Linked DNA regions of Mus musculus: all the other regions are linked to region 3. The links are chromatin contacts, called in public HiChIP or PLAC-seq and promoter capture Hi-C maps. All regions are on one chromosome and are shown on one strand. The core of a region is the stretch at or near the end of the contact, and the rest is flanking DNA. Distances in the headings are between cores, read along the strand shown.

Region 1 (3,304 bases), core at 127-2,626, 250 kb before region 3:
ATCTGTAGACTAGCCCAGGAATGTTAGATGCTATAGCATTTCATTGCTCTTGGCCTCAGGTAAAGGTTCCCCACCAGGTCACTATTAATAGTGATGACGGGGTAAGAAAAAGGAAACTCTGGAGAGCTCAACACCTTGGTCCCTGGTTTTTCATTTGAACATCATCTCCACCAGCTCCCATCCCATCCCCACCTCCCAATTCCATGGACTGGCTGTGTCCCCAGTGACCCCTACTGACCTCGCCCATCTGCTGACTCATATTCTCATGCCCAGACCCCTCAATCACTCTGAGGACCCTTTCTGGTACCCTCAGGAGATACCCAGCCCTGCAGCCCCTTGCCCACCGACATAGAGGACGCCTTCCTTGGTCTTCTCTGCTGCCTCGGTGACCCCCTGCTTGGTTTTCTCAGCTGCAGCCACAACGCCCTCCTTGGCCATGGACAGGCCCTTCATGAACACGTCCATCCTGGCGGCCTGGGGAGGGCGAACACACAAGTGCCGGGGCGCTGGCTCTGCACCCTCACTCGGGCCCTCCCAGGGGACCTGGTGCCCCCTCCCTCCCTTCCTCAGACTTGGCGCGCTTCTGGGCCGGGAGCCCCCTCCTACCCTCTCTACTTCCCAGGTCTAGGCCTCAGAGCTATGCTGCGGCGAGTCCTAGCGTCCTTGAAACCCCGGGATGCGGGGAGGGGCCAGCACCTCAGTTATCCGGAGATCTGCAACCTGCAGGCCCGCAGAACCGGAAGCTAGGCTCGGCGCGAACACCGGGGCCTGTCTGTACACACAACAGTCACACGGTCTGCATACAAACACACACCATGGACATGCTCACGTGCACACACACAGAACACGGGGCGTTTAGAAGCGCATGGACACTCCGGCACACGGGCACGGACGCACGTCCGCACGTCCACCCAGACTGTAGCAATCAGAGAGGACAGACGCGCATCCTGCAGTGCACCTGCCCGCGCCCGCTTAGCGCTTTCCTTTTCTGTGCCCACGTTTCTCCCAGGGCAGTCTCCATCCCGCTCCTCATCTTACCCCAGATCCCCCTGGATCCCCAGTTCGGTGCTCTTTCCGGAGCCTCACCTGGGTTTCGGGGCCGGGCTGGGGGATGGAGCTGTGGTGGCGGCAGCGGCTGCTACTGCGAGCAGATGCGCGGGGCTGGGCTACGCTGGGTATGGATGGACTCGGGGCCAGTGGTGTCCTGCCGTGGTCAGGCTCTTGAGTCACCTTTCCTGAGCTGGAGTGCAGCAGTGCTCTGGCCTTGGGTGCTCTGCCACCAAGGATGCTACTCGCGCGCTCCGGCTCCGCTCCGGCTCCTGCTCCGGCGCTGCGGCAGCTCTGAGCTCAGCACTCCCCCCTGGTGGCCGCGCCGCCCCCTCCGCCTGACTGACAGGGGGCGGGGAGGGTGACATCTCCCCAGAGCAGGCGAGCCTCCAGGGGAGGGCCTCTGACGTGCAGCCGGGGACCCTAGTGCTGGAGAAGAGTAGTCTTTGAGGATGGTGGGAGGTGGCAATGCGGCGAGAGAGGACTGGTGTAGAAATTATGCGGTTGGCTTGGAAGTTCAGAGCGATTCCAATCCTAGCTGCGTTTGTTAGTAGCTGTGGGATCTTGAACTACCTACCTCACCTTTTGAAACGCAAGGTTCCTCTTCTGTAGAACCAATGGAGGGAGTCAATGCCCTTCTAGGCACCGCTTGGATGGGTGGTGCAGGTTGGGTGGAAACAGTGCTAAAGAAAAGCAGGGTTCGTATCTCAGGAAGACGCGCTCATGGCTGTGCAGAGACAAGAGGCAGGAAACAAAATCAATGTATCCACACTTGAATCATACAGGGTTACTTCAGCCTGTGAGAGTAGATAGGAAGACAGAGAAATGCTGATGTAAGAAATGGACTTGAGGCAAAGTAGGTAGACAGCAAAGGCCTCTTCCAAGAAACGACTTGGAATAGACAGATCCGGGAGAAGCAACAAGGTAGGCCTAGACAGGTGGGGGTGAGATCCACAGAACCAGACCCTCAAGGGCAAAGGCTGGGAGGCACCACCATGCTGACGGGCAGTCAGGATGCAGTGCAACCTGCTCAAGACCCAGACAAGAGCATATGGTTTATGGTTATGGGAGGGCATTCCAGATGCACGGCAGGACCTCAGTCAGTTCTATAAAAGAATTATACCCAAGCAGGTGTGGCATCCCAGATGAAAGGGACCCTGTGAGCTCAGGGAGTCAGGGAAAGAAGTAAAAAGGAAGTGGCACTTAGTTTGGGGCTCGTGGGGTGGGTAAGGTTTTCCCTCGGGAACAAGATCAGAAGAGCGTTTTAAGCTAACGATATATAACACAGATGAGGGCAGTGGTGGCAGAAGTGCTGGTCTGGGCGTTTGAGAGATGAGGTGTGCCAACAGCAGACAGTAGGGCACGGGGGGGGGGGGGATGCTCATGGCTGTGGTAGGGCTGTAAGTTGGCAGAGGCTTTAAGAAGGCCAGTTTGGCAGTGTTTCCTAGGACTATAAATGCATGCTCCTTTTGGATCAGCAGTGCCCCTTCCAGGAACTCACCCTGCGGATCTCTATTCTTGCGTGTGCACACTTACACGTGGGCCGGGACAGTCACTGTAGGAAACACTGACAATGCTCTAAACGTCCTCTTAGAGATCTGGTTACTTCCTTATAGCACATCCACCCAGTGGCACAGTGTGATGGTGTGGTTGGGAGCCATGAGCTGTCTCTCCCCTGCCCCCACCCCACGTATCAACAACACACTAATGAGTAAAGATGGTGTTAGTGAGAAGCCGGTGCAAAGATTGTAGGTGTTGAGCAAGCTGATTTCGATACATAGAAAATTATATTACATACTTACATATTTAACAAGTTATATGTAAGAATATAGTTTTATGCATAGCAATCTGTTTATTGTATATAAGTATTTGTATATATTAGATATAAGTGTATATGTGCACACTATTAAGTGTTTATCACAGACCATATGTATTATATACAAACATGTTCCATACAAATATACACATATAGTTGATCTTTTCTATCAAAGGGTTCTGCAACCTTAGACTCAACCAACAACCAATCAAGAAGACCAGCTGGAGAGATGGCCCAGTGACTGTTCTTCCAGAGGACCAGAGTTCAGTTCCCAGTGCCCTCATGAGGCTGTTCACCACCAGGTATAATTCTAGCTACAGGGAATCTTCTTGTCTCCACAGGCCTGTGGGATGTGCTCTTGTGTGTGTGTGTGTGTGTGTGTGTGTGTGTGTGTGTGTGTACACATATATACAGAATTTAAAAAAAAACAAATTTTAAACA
Region 2 (3,249 bases), core at 280-2,779, 230 kb before region 3:
TTAGGAGTTCAGTTCTCTGTGAGCTTAAAGGCTGATTATGGGGTTACCCTCATCAGATCTGTAGCTTGGGTACCCATCCTAACACCTGTTCCTTCCCTGGACCAGTTGTGATTGGGTTCTCCCTCCCTCCCTCTTTCCCTCCCTCCCTCTTTCCCTCCCTCCCTCTTTCCTTCCTTCTCTCCCTCCCTCTCTCCCTCCCTCTCTCCCTCCCTCCCTCCCTGTCTCCCTGCCTCCCTCCCTCCCTCCCTCCCTCTCTCCCTCCCTCCCTCTCTCCCTCCCTCCCTCTCTCCCTCCCTCCCTCTCTCCTCCCCCCCCCCTTCAAGTATGGACTAGGTTAGAGAGGAATTTGTGTAAAGACAGGTAGGACTGGGAACTGGGAATGCCCTGCACAGCCTTCCCATCTGAAGACAGTCCTATGGATTCTGTGTGTCTCCTCCTGCTGAAATGATGGATGGATAAACCTTCATGAGTGAAGAGATTACAGTGGTAGTTAGGCTTCACCGTGGTCTTGTTAGGAGGGATTCACTTGATGCTGATGATGCTTAAGGCCCTTTCTGTATCTAAATAAACACTTCTGGAACAAACTTGGAATCTAAATATTTAAGATCAGACGTACCTAAACCTGCATCTGCTCTGTCCTGTTTTGCATCAGAAGGACTCTGGTGAATCCCAGGTATCAAGGCAGTCAAGTAGGTATGGGACAGGGCGACCATAGGAATAGGCAAAACAGAACAGGCGTGGCATGGCACGCCAGCCTGTTTGTATTCAACTACACTGTGTGTGAATGCATGGCACTGTTCATTGGTCCCACTATTCCCAACCACTTATCCCTGGGGAGTGGACTCCTCTGGTTCTTGAATCTTAGACTGGAGATCCACTGTAATTATTCACACTTGGCTCACCAGCTTTGCCAGTTGGCTCATCTGGGGCCTCTGGAGGACTTGGGGAACTTGAGAGAAGCTAACTGGAGGACGGACTTAGAGAGGAGACGGGGACTCTTCAGAGGTGGGGGTTGCAAGGGGTTGAGTGTGACTGGGGTGTAGCCAAAGCCTGGCCCAGAGGCAGGGTCTTGGGGAGAAGTGAGACCTGTGGACCATAAAAAAAAAAAAAAGACGGATGTCTTGGGCGTGGCTCCAAGAAGGCCGACTGTGGCTCAGAACTGAGGCTGAGTAGGGCGGAGCTCCAGGAGGACTGAGGCCGGTTGGAGGCGGGGTTTGGGGCTCATCAGAGGCGGGACCCGGTTTAGAGGCGGAGCTCGAGAACAGAAGTTAGCTAGGGCAGAGCCTTGGGCGGGGCGTAGGCGGGACTGCGGGAGGACAGCGGCTAGGCATGGGCGGAGCCTGAGAGGATTAAGCCCGGCTGGGGGCGGAGTCGTGGTTATGGGCGGGGCCCGTGAGGACTGAACTTGACTGGGACGGGGTCGTGGGCGGGGCTCCAAGAAGACCGAGCCTTGCTGGGGCGGGGTGTGGACTGACACTGTGGGCGGGGCCGGAGCGCTGTTGGAGGGCGGGGTCGGATGAGGGCACCGCACTCCGGGTGTGGCTGTCCGAGCGCCGTGGGCGGTGCCACAGCGGGCGGGGCAGCCGGTGAGCTGTGTGGCTTTGACCATGAAGCCGCAGCCACCGGGCTAGGCCCGGGGCTGCTCCAGGCCTGGGCGGCCCGCAGAGGGCTGGGCCGGTCACCGGCTCGGGTTCCCGGGACGGCAGGTGGCCGCTCACCATGCCCGGCAAGCACCAGCAATTCCAGGACCCTGAGGTCGGCTGCTGCGGGAAATACTTCCTGTTTGGCTTCAACATTGTCTTCTGGGTGAGCGCGAGTCCGCTTCTCGCTCTGCGCTGAGGATAGGGGTTAGGGAGTCTCAGTTGCTGGTGAGGGAGATCCCGTCTCAGGAGCTTGCGACCAGGGACTGTCCCCCACCCCCTCCACCCCGATGCCCCGTCCCCAACTATTCTGGGGAGCTACTGGGATAGCTGGGGGGCGGGACCCAGTCCCAGCAGGAGGTGCTGGGAGTCTCTCTTTGCAGCCCCAAGTTTGGGCGAAAAAGGGGGCGGCGTTTGCCGGAAGACTGCAGGGGCGCGGTAGTTGCGGACCAGCCCCGCCCCGCCTCCCGGCCACTCCAGCTCCCAGCATGGTGCGGTGAGGTTCGCGAGGCTGGGTCCTAGCCCCGAGTCTACCCTACAGACGCTCAGAAGCTTGTGAGCCAGGAGGTTAGGAGAGAGGAAAGCCAAGGCCTCTGCCTCTGCAGGGAGAGGAGCTCCAGTTGAGAACAGGGAACTGTCCCTTGGGAACAGAATTCAGCATTCCATAGCTGACCAAACAAACAGAGGCTTCCTTCTGTGTGGCATCTGTGTCCTGGTCCTGCCAAGTCATCTTTCTCTTCTCCCTCCCCCATCCTATCGCCAAAGCCGGGCTGTGCTTGCTGTCCTTTATGCCAGGCCTTTCCCACTTGCATTCAGCAGGATTCAGCGGCTCTGTTCTCCACCCACGAGCCGTCGGGTTTGCCCTGTGGTGGGTGTCCTTGGATGTCAGCAGTCTTCTGTTCTGTAGGGTGTGGGCAGCTACAGGGAGCGCTGGCCTGGAAGTCAAAGGGCCTGAGTGTAGCAGGCCTTGTCCAGAGGCTTTTGGGCGAGCCTCTTTGCTCTCTGGGCTTTAGCTTTCCAGCCTTGGAGGAGCCAGTATTGGAGTTTATCCTTCTGGGTTGTTAGATTAAACGAGAGTTTTTTGTTGTTGAGACAGGGTCTCACTCTAGCCCATTCTGGCTTGCAATTTGCTGCAGTTTTCCTGTCTGAGTTTCTTGGGTGCTGGGATTACAGGTGTGAGCCATCACACCCAGCTTAGTAACACATGAATTCTGATGAGGCACATTCTCCCGACTGCCTTATTATTATCTGTAGTTTACAGATAGGGGACTGAATGAATAGACGGTAAGAGCTTAAATTATTTGTCTCGAGAAACATGATTATCAGTGGGTGGAGGGAAGGAAGAGAGGCTAAGTAACTCTGGGGGTAGGGGGATGAAAGTCCCAGCTTTGTTCCTGGGCAAGGGTGGGGCGCCTGGGCAGGGGAGTAAAGATGGACAGAACATTAAGGTCCTATGCTTGGGTGGCATGGGGGCAGGCAGGGTTTTAAAGCAGAGTTGGATCAGTTCTCGTTGGCTGTAGGTGTATGAAAAGGTGACAGAGCATCTGGAGATGGGAAGGAATCTGGGACCTTGGGTTCCTGATGTCCCATCTCCCAAATGTGGGATTAT
Region 3 (3,359 bases), core at 753-3,252:
CTTTCTCCAGGATGCAGGCCAGAAGGCCCAATGGTGGCCATGTTTCCACAATGGGTATTGACTACCTATAGGAGAGAAGGGTTAACTGGATTCAAGACTGGTTAGTCTACAGGCTCCAAGAGGCAATAACTCAAACTCACAACTTCTTTCCTTCCAGAAGGAACGAAGAATGGAGTTGTAAACAGAACCAAAAACTTCTGACCAGTAAAGAATCCTTAGCAATCCACCAGGAGGCAGGTGTTTTTGAGAAGTGTGTGTGACGATGTTTCCCCTCCCGCCCAGTCCTAAGCCTCTGGAGACCCTCTGCTCCTGCATTCTTTCTTTCCTTGGCCCCTGCAGACAGTCTATCATGACCCAGTCTTCCTGGGTCTTCATCAGTAAGTAACTCTTCTCCTCTGCCTTTAAATACATAGGACGGTTTCCAAGCCTCCAAGGACAACTTTCTGCCTTCCTCTACACTCAGTCCATTTCACCATTAAAACTCGTGTGTCGGAGCTTCCAAGTCAGGCACTGACCTAATCCAAATGCCAATCCTAGCAGTCTGTTAGATCACACCATGGCAGTGTAGCGGTCCCTTGAACACAACAAAGGCAGATTCCTTTCTCCACTAGCCTTCCACAAATCTGCCCTCAACTTGGCCAGAAGCATCAAGAGTTTTGCTTAGAAGGGAACAGTCACTTAGCCCCTAGCTGGGGCTCTGAGAAAGAACTTTAATGCCTGTCCTCTCTTTCTTGTCCCCACAACTACTGACTATTCCAGGAGTCTCCTGATATTTCTGCTTCCGCAGGTTGAATCTAGCCCGGCTCACGCTGTCATGGCTCCTCCCACAGATGGAGCCAAACTCTGTGGTACTACTGCAGGATCCTCATTTGCCCTCACCCCAAGCTTCCTCTTGCTACTCCTTGAGCTTCTGAACTCCACACATGCTGACTCCCTGTCATCTGCTTTTTAGTTTTCACTTAAGTTGGTCCCCATTTCTGAAGGGCTAGCCTCATAACCTTGTGATGTCTGAGTCACCTCTGCACTTCAATTCCGGGACAGGGTTGGGCAAATTTAGACCTGGTGCTCGTGCCTGTAAACATAGCACTTGGTTGACTGAGGCAGGAGTATCAGGAGTTTGAGGACAACCTGGGCCACATAGTGAGACCCTGTCTCAAAAGGAGGCAGTAGATTTGGTAAAGCAAGAAATTTGTTTCTGACAACTCTCCCCTAAATTATATGTGTGTGTGTGTGTGTGTGTGTGTGTGTGTGTGTGTGTATCACCACTTAGTTTCCAATCTGTCAGAAGAGAACATACATTCCAGTAGTCTGTTAAAGGATAAAATAAGGTAACTGACGCAACTATCTTCGTTCAAGGCCCAGCTAACACAATCATTCACATACTTACCTGCTCGCACACTCAACATTTACTCCGCACGTGCCAGACGATGAGGTTTCCTGCAAGGAACCCTAGGATTTAAACTCTAGGTTCATACATTTGGACCTCTCTCTTCTTCCAGTGAGGGGCATGTCTCCATTCCACTGTCACCAGAAACAAGTCGAAAGTCTACACATGTTTGAATTAAGAGCTTCTTGACTTTTCTCATCTGAATCAGACATGGTTCCAAAGTGCTGCTTTTGAATGGTATTCTAGAGACCGGTCCTGAGGCTGGGCACCACCGTCACCAGTGAGAACTCATAGCACAGTCTTGCTAACCTCCATTAGCCATAGGATAAGCCGAGGGCTTGAGACGAGGCCTGCAGGAATTAGAGGAAGTGCTTACCTGGGAGATTCAGAAGTTGATCACCTTCCTCGGGGGCTCAGCTCTTCTCCCAAATATGACCACAGTGATACTGGACTAAACTCAAAAGTGAAAACTCTGGGTCAGCTCCCCAAGCTCCACCTTCCTCTGTAGCCACTTAACCGAAATCTGCTAATTCAGGAAAGGGCACTTCCCTACAAATCTGCTCTCAACGGAGCCCAGAATGGGCAGGGCCATGGTACAAACAAGCCAGATGACCACAGGAAGTTGAAGGCCCAACGAGGTTAAGAACTCCAAAATATTCTCTCAGCAGCGCTAGGAGCGCTGTTCGTGTTATACACAAAGTTTTCAAGTGCCAAGTTCCTTGGAAAGAAGCGGAGACCAGCCTAGAAATTTGTGGTTGAACTAGGCAACGTGTCAAAATGTAGTAAGCAGAACTGTGTAAGAAGCAATGTAGGAGCCTAAGAGGAAGGGCCATCATGACTGCAGGAGAGTGGGCAGGGCAAGTTGGTGAAGTCCTTTCACAAAGAAGAGAGCATGTATGCAGTCAAGAGTCGTGCGTGCGTGTGTGTGTGTGTGTGTGTGTGTGTGATAGAATCAGGTATAGCTCTCAGGACCTAATGAGAATGCCCGTAGTTGAGATACATGGCGGAAGAAGTAACTGCCAGGCCGAGAAGTCTAAAGAGTCCGTAAGGCAAGATGGGGCAAGAGGTTTGCCTGGGGGTCTTCTCTTGTGGAAGATAGAGTTCTTAAGCTTCTGTGGAGCTACTCTACTGGCCACTACACTGCTTTTCCACTTAACTGTTTTCCTGAAATACAGTCTTGGGGAACTAAGCATGTGTGTGTGTGTGTGTGTGTGTGTGTGTGTGTGTGTGTGTGTGTTCAGCTACCCCCAATATATCAACTAAAGAAATGAATAATAATGAAAAGCAGTGTGTGTTTGGAAGAGGGACAGATAAAGGGGTCCAGTGACCTCCAGGACTCTCTGCAGGGTACTTAGAAGAGCTTTATGCTCAAACAGTGAAGGAGTGGGGCAGAGTCAAGAGATACACATAAGTTAGCAGTATTGATCCAGGTGTGCTTCCACCCCCTCACTCTCAGCTCTTATCCTGCAAGGTAGTCTGACAAGCTCTTCTGTCATCCAAAGGAGGCCAGTCTGGATACCACACTTGTCATTTGAGAGGAAAGTGCTATCCTGCGAGACTTTGCTGGTCCCAGAATACAAAATGACTGAGGTTTAGGACGTGACCTAACTTTGTGCCTTCAGCCTTGAAGGAAGAGATGGGTCAGAGAGACAGGCACTCCCTGAGTAATTAGCATGTCCATGCAGAGCAAGCTGTAGTCAGACACAATGCCTAACAAAAGCAGCTTCTAAGTGCCTGTTAGAACTCAGGCAAATTGGTGGGCACAAGACTGCTATTTAGCAGTCATGCTATTATTCAGTTAGTGAAGGCCTCCACAGGACACAGGCGAGCAGAGGTGGCTCCTGTAGCAGCTTTGATGTGATCTGACCTATAAACACGGCAAATACAGCCCTACCTGCAGTTTCCTGGATACCAAGCAGACATACAAGCTTTGAGAGACAGAGAAGTCAAGAATGATGTAGGGGAAGGCAAA
Region 4 (3,010 bases), core at 422-2,921, 200 kb before region 3:
AGAAAGAGCCCCGAATGGGAGGGTGGGGAGGGGGAGCAAGAGTAAGTATGTGAACTTGGATGTGTCATTAGTTCTTAGGGCCTCACTTATTCATCTGTAAAATGGGAATCTCCACTGTTTCACTGTTTCAATGACCTGGCCACATATGTGGGCCAGGCATTGACACCAGTACTGGAGAGAAGAGGGATTTATTGCAAAGGAGAGAAAGACAATGAGTGTCCCAGTTCAGCAGGTGACACAGAAGTCCCAGTGCCTTGGGGGGGGGTAGCTTGGGTATAGTCCATACCTTGGTCAGTCTCTGACCAAAAACTTAGCCACCTTAGTGAAGCAGAGTACCTGGAAAAAAAGTGTGAAAGTTGGGTCAGAATGGTATGTGCGTGTGCGTGCGTGTGTGTGTGTGTGTGTGCATGCGTGTGCGTGCGTGTGCGAGTGCATGCATGCACATGTTGTGTATCCAGGCCTTTAGACTGATTGTAAGTTGAAACTATTGTTAATTGGAAAACGCTCTAAACCACCCTGCCCTCCAGCCCCACAGAGCATCATGGCTTACTCGCCTAGTCTGCTGTCCTGAGAAGTGTTCATTAGCATCGTTGGGCAAATCATTAACACAAGCCTATTTAAAATAAAGTGTTGAACATCACAGGTAATTTATTGAACATAACGCTGAAAGTGAGAAACAGGACGGTTGTCTGGATAGGCACTTCCAACACTGTAAAACTGAAAAATTCTAGCCTAAACCGTTGAAATAAAGGACCATCTGCCATGACAGGCCTCTCTTTAGAGGGCTGCCACCAAGATGAGAAATTCTGCTAAGAACCAAAGAACCAAGAGGGGCCAGCTTGGCTCCCCCCCCAGGTTATTACCCTCAGGGTGGACTCCAGGACTGACAGCAGCCAGCATGGCCTTGATGGGAAAAGGTGAAGGCCACTCATTTCCTGACAAGGTGAGGGGGAGTGAATGGAAGACAAAAGCCATTAGTGTCCCCCAGTGGTTGAGAGTTGGGTTGACCTCAGTCAAGCTCAAAGCAGGCACCTGAGATACAGGGGAAGCCACACTGTAGACTCTAAGGCCTAACCATTGGAAGGCCTGTTTACGTCAGGCTCAGAGCGGGTGGTCCCACTCCCACTGGAACCCACTGAAGGTAGCTTGGCACCAGCTCTTCCTCTGGTCCTGTGTCTGTGGGTAGGAGGGCCTGTTCTCAAAATGTACGTGGAATGAATGAACGAGACTGCATAAGCACCCAGTGTGGCACCAGCCTGCAGGGAATTTGGAGCGGAATAGCCCACACATAAGCCCTATCCATCTACGGATGGGGCTTGTGACACTGCCCAGGTTGGAGGACAGGGCTACACCAGCAGATAGCCAGAGGCTTTCTGTGGAGGTCACTGGGAAGGGGGCTGGGACCTCAAGTGACAGGCTGTGGCAGAGAGAAGGGTATTCTGCAGTGACCCTGGCTTTTGATTCCACCCTGTGGATCTCGGAGGGTATGGGGGTTGAGCAAATAGGTGTATAACGGTCCAGTGCTGTCCGGTTAGAGCAGGGAAGGGAGGGGAAGTGAGAGGAGGGGGATTCCTTGGTTGGGGGAGGGGGAGACTAGAGGAGCCAGAGGAGCCGAATGCTGGCCTCTGCGGAGGACACCCCAAGGTTACCTTGGTCTGTAGCCACAGAGCTGCTAGCGGTGGTGACAACAGAGAGCGGCAGCCTCTCGGAGTTTTATTATCATTCAAATGAGGATGTGGAGAGGTATTTCATTTGATTGGTAGAATAATAGGAGCCATTTATCTACCTCCCCTCAACCTTTCATATCTGTTTCACTATTTTATGGGATCACATACATCATAGTAAAGGCAAAAATGTATTTTTTTCCCTTGACTTGGGGGCTGAGGAGGGGTGAGGCCGGGATGGGAAGGAGGCGCTTGGCAGTGGCTGGCAGGAGCTGAAGGAAATGAAATCGAAAGAGACTATTACTGCTGACAGACAGCTACATCTGAGAGGGAATAAGGAACTCCCCGTGCTGCAAGCTTGAGGAGTTTTAAATGGAAGACCTAACAGCCTTCAGCCCCGGGTCCATGGAGGGGTAGAGGACGGTGTGTGTGTGTGTGTGTGTGTGTGTGTGTATGGCAGGGGACGAGGAGGGCAGGGCAGGGCAGCCTGGAGGGTCCTTGTGAGGGACAGCGCAGCACTGGAATCCTTTTGTTTGGCATGTTGTTCTCCCTTTGAAAAAGTTCGAGAGGCTGGAGAGATGGCTTGGTGGTTAAGAGCACTGACTGCTCTTCCAGAGGTCCTGAGTTCAAATCCCAGCAGCTGCATGGTGGCTCCCAACCATCTGTAATGGGATCCAATGCCCTCTTCTAGTGTGTTTGAAGATATATATATATATACACACATACATACATACATATACACACACACATATATACACACACATATGCACACACATACATGCACACACATACACAAACATGTACACACATACTCATGCACACACATACACACATATATGTACATATAAAAGGAAAGGTTAGAACACTACAGGCGAAACTCCTGGTGTCCATTTGCCCTAGTCCTGGCCCCTCTGGCCCAACCCAGGGGCAACAACCTACTCCTCTTGCTTTATAATTACACAGAGACTTTTAAAATGTCAGTTCTGTTTTTGTGGGTATTCCCCCGTTTCTAAAGAGGAAAGACCCGTTCTGGGTCATTCAACCTACTTTCACTCAACATGTTTCCAAGTTCTGTGTAGGCACAGTTGGTTCTAGGCTGTTCCCAGAACTGTCACTCAGGGTTCCTGTCCCCTCAATGCACCGATTGGTAGTTTCCAATTCTCCACAACTACAAATGTGATTCAAGGAACACCCCTTTCCCTCTTTTCAGGTACAAGAACAGGGTTTTCTCCAGAGCAGATGAGTAGAGGAGTTGCTGATGCTATGTGTGTGTGTGTGTGTGCATGTGTGTGTAAGTGTGTACATGTGTGTATGTATGTGCATATGAGTATGTGTGTGAATGTTTG

Evidence for each region. HiChIP or PLAC-seq counts read pairs in DNA pulled down with a chosen protein or histone mark. Capture Hi-C pulls out chosen DNA fragments and counts their contacts.
Region 1: a promoter capture Hi-C map of adipose tissue shows a contact between it and region 3. The contact joins the promoter of Sncb here to the promoter of Hk3 in region 3. A contact is called at or near these places in 9 of 39 promoter capture datasets (the 3T3-L1 cell line, the C10 cell line, the SN4741 cell line and 5 more), 6 of 115 datasets of contacts at active chromatin or transcription factors (SST interneurons, astrocytes, embryonic forebrain and 3 more) and 1 of 9 other capture datasets (adipose tissue).
Region 2: a promoter capture Hi-C map of liver shows a contact between it and region 3. The contact joins the promoter of Tspan17 here to the promoter of Hk3 in region 3. A contact is called at or near these places in 27 of 39 promoter capture datasets (the 3T3-L1 cell line, 3T3-L1-derived adipocytes, the C10 cell line and 16 more), 8 of 15 datasets of contacts at CTCF or cohesin (CD8 T cells, the NIH/3T3 cell line, embryonic stem cells and 4 more), 22 of 484 Hi-C or Micro-C datasets (the AtT-20 cell line, B cells, the HL-1 cell line and 14 more), 25 of 115 datasets of contacts at active chromatin or transcription factors (VIP interneurons, acute myeloid leukemia, bone marrow-derived macrophages and 14 more) and 5 of 9 other capture datasets (adipose tissue, bone marrow-derived macrophages, liver and 2 more).
Region 4: an H3K27ac HiChIP or PLAC-seq map of microglia shows a contact between it and region 3, with 6 times the contacts expected there. The contact joins the enhancer-like site here to the promoter of Hk3 in region 3. A contact is called at or near these places in 23 of 39 promoter capture datasets (the 3T3-L1 cell line, 3T3-L1-derived adipocytes, the C10 cell line and 14 more), 12 of 484 Hi-C or Micro-C datasets (the HL-1 cell line, the N1E-115 cell line, bone marrow-derived macrophages and 9 more), 6 of 115 datasets of contacts at active chromatin or transcription factors (bone marrow-derived macrophages, embryonic basal ganglia, embryonic stem cells and 2 more) and 4 of 9 other capture datasets (adipose tissue, liver, macrophages and 1 more).

The regions. Positions count from the first base shown.
Region 1 is chr13:54,765,219-54,768,522 of GRCm38.p6, forward strand. It overlaps Sncb (synuclein, beta), which reads right to left and starts at 1,377. Exons shown (of 6, transcript NM_033610.3): 1 at 1,087-1,377; 2 at 345-474. The coding sequence starts at 465.
Region 2 is chr13:54,787,876-54,791,124 of GRCm38.p6, forward strand. It overlaps Tspan17 (tetraspanin 17), which reads left to right and starts at 1,530. Exons shown (of 8, transcript NM_028841.3): 1 at 1,530-1,806. The coding sequence starts at 1,720. Eif4e1b (eukaryotic translation initiation factor 4E family member 1B) reads left to right here. Exons shown (of 7, transcript NM_001033269.3): 7 at 1-584.
Region 3 is chr13:55,019,383-55,022,741 of GRCm38.p6, forward strand. It overlaps Hk3 (hexokinase 3), which reads right to left and starts at 2,003. Exons shown (of 19, transcript NM_001033245.4): 1 at 1,764-2,003; 2 at 1-65. The coding sequence starts at 41.
Region 4 is chr13:54,816,985-54,819,994 of GRCm38.p6, forward strand. No RefSeq gene overlaps it. Among named protein-coding and RNA genes, the nearest start is that of Tspan17, 29 kb to the left of the region's middle. Within about 2 kb of position 1,672, at least 24 of the 459 cell types and tissues checked have an H3K27ac peak or open chromatin away from gene starts, as enhancers often do. A contact at or near this core is called in bone marrow-derived macrophages and microglia, where this site is marked.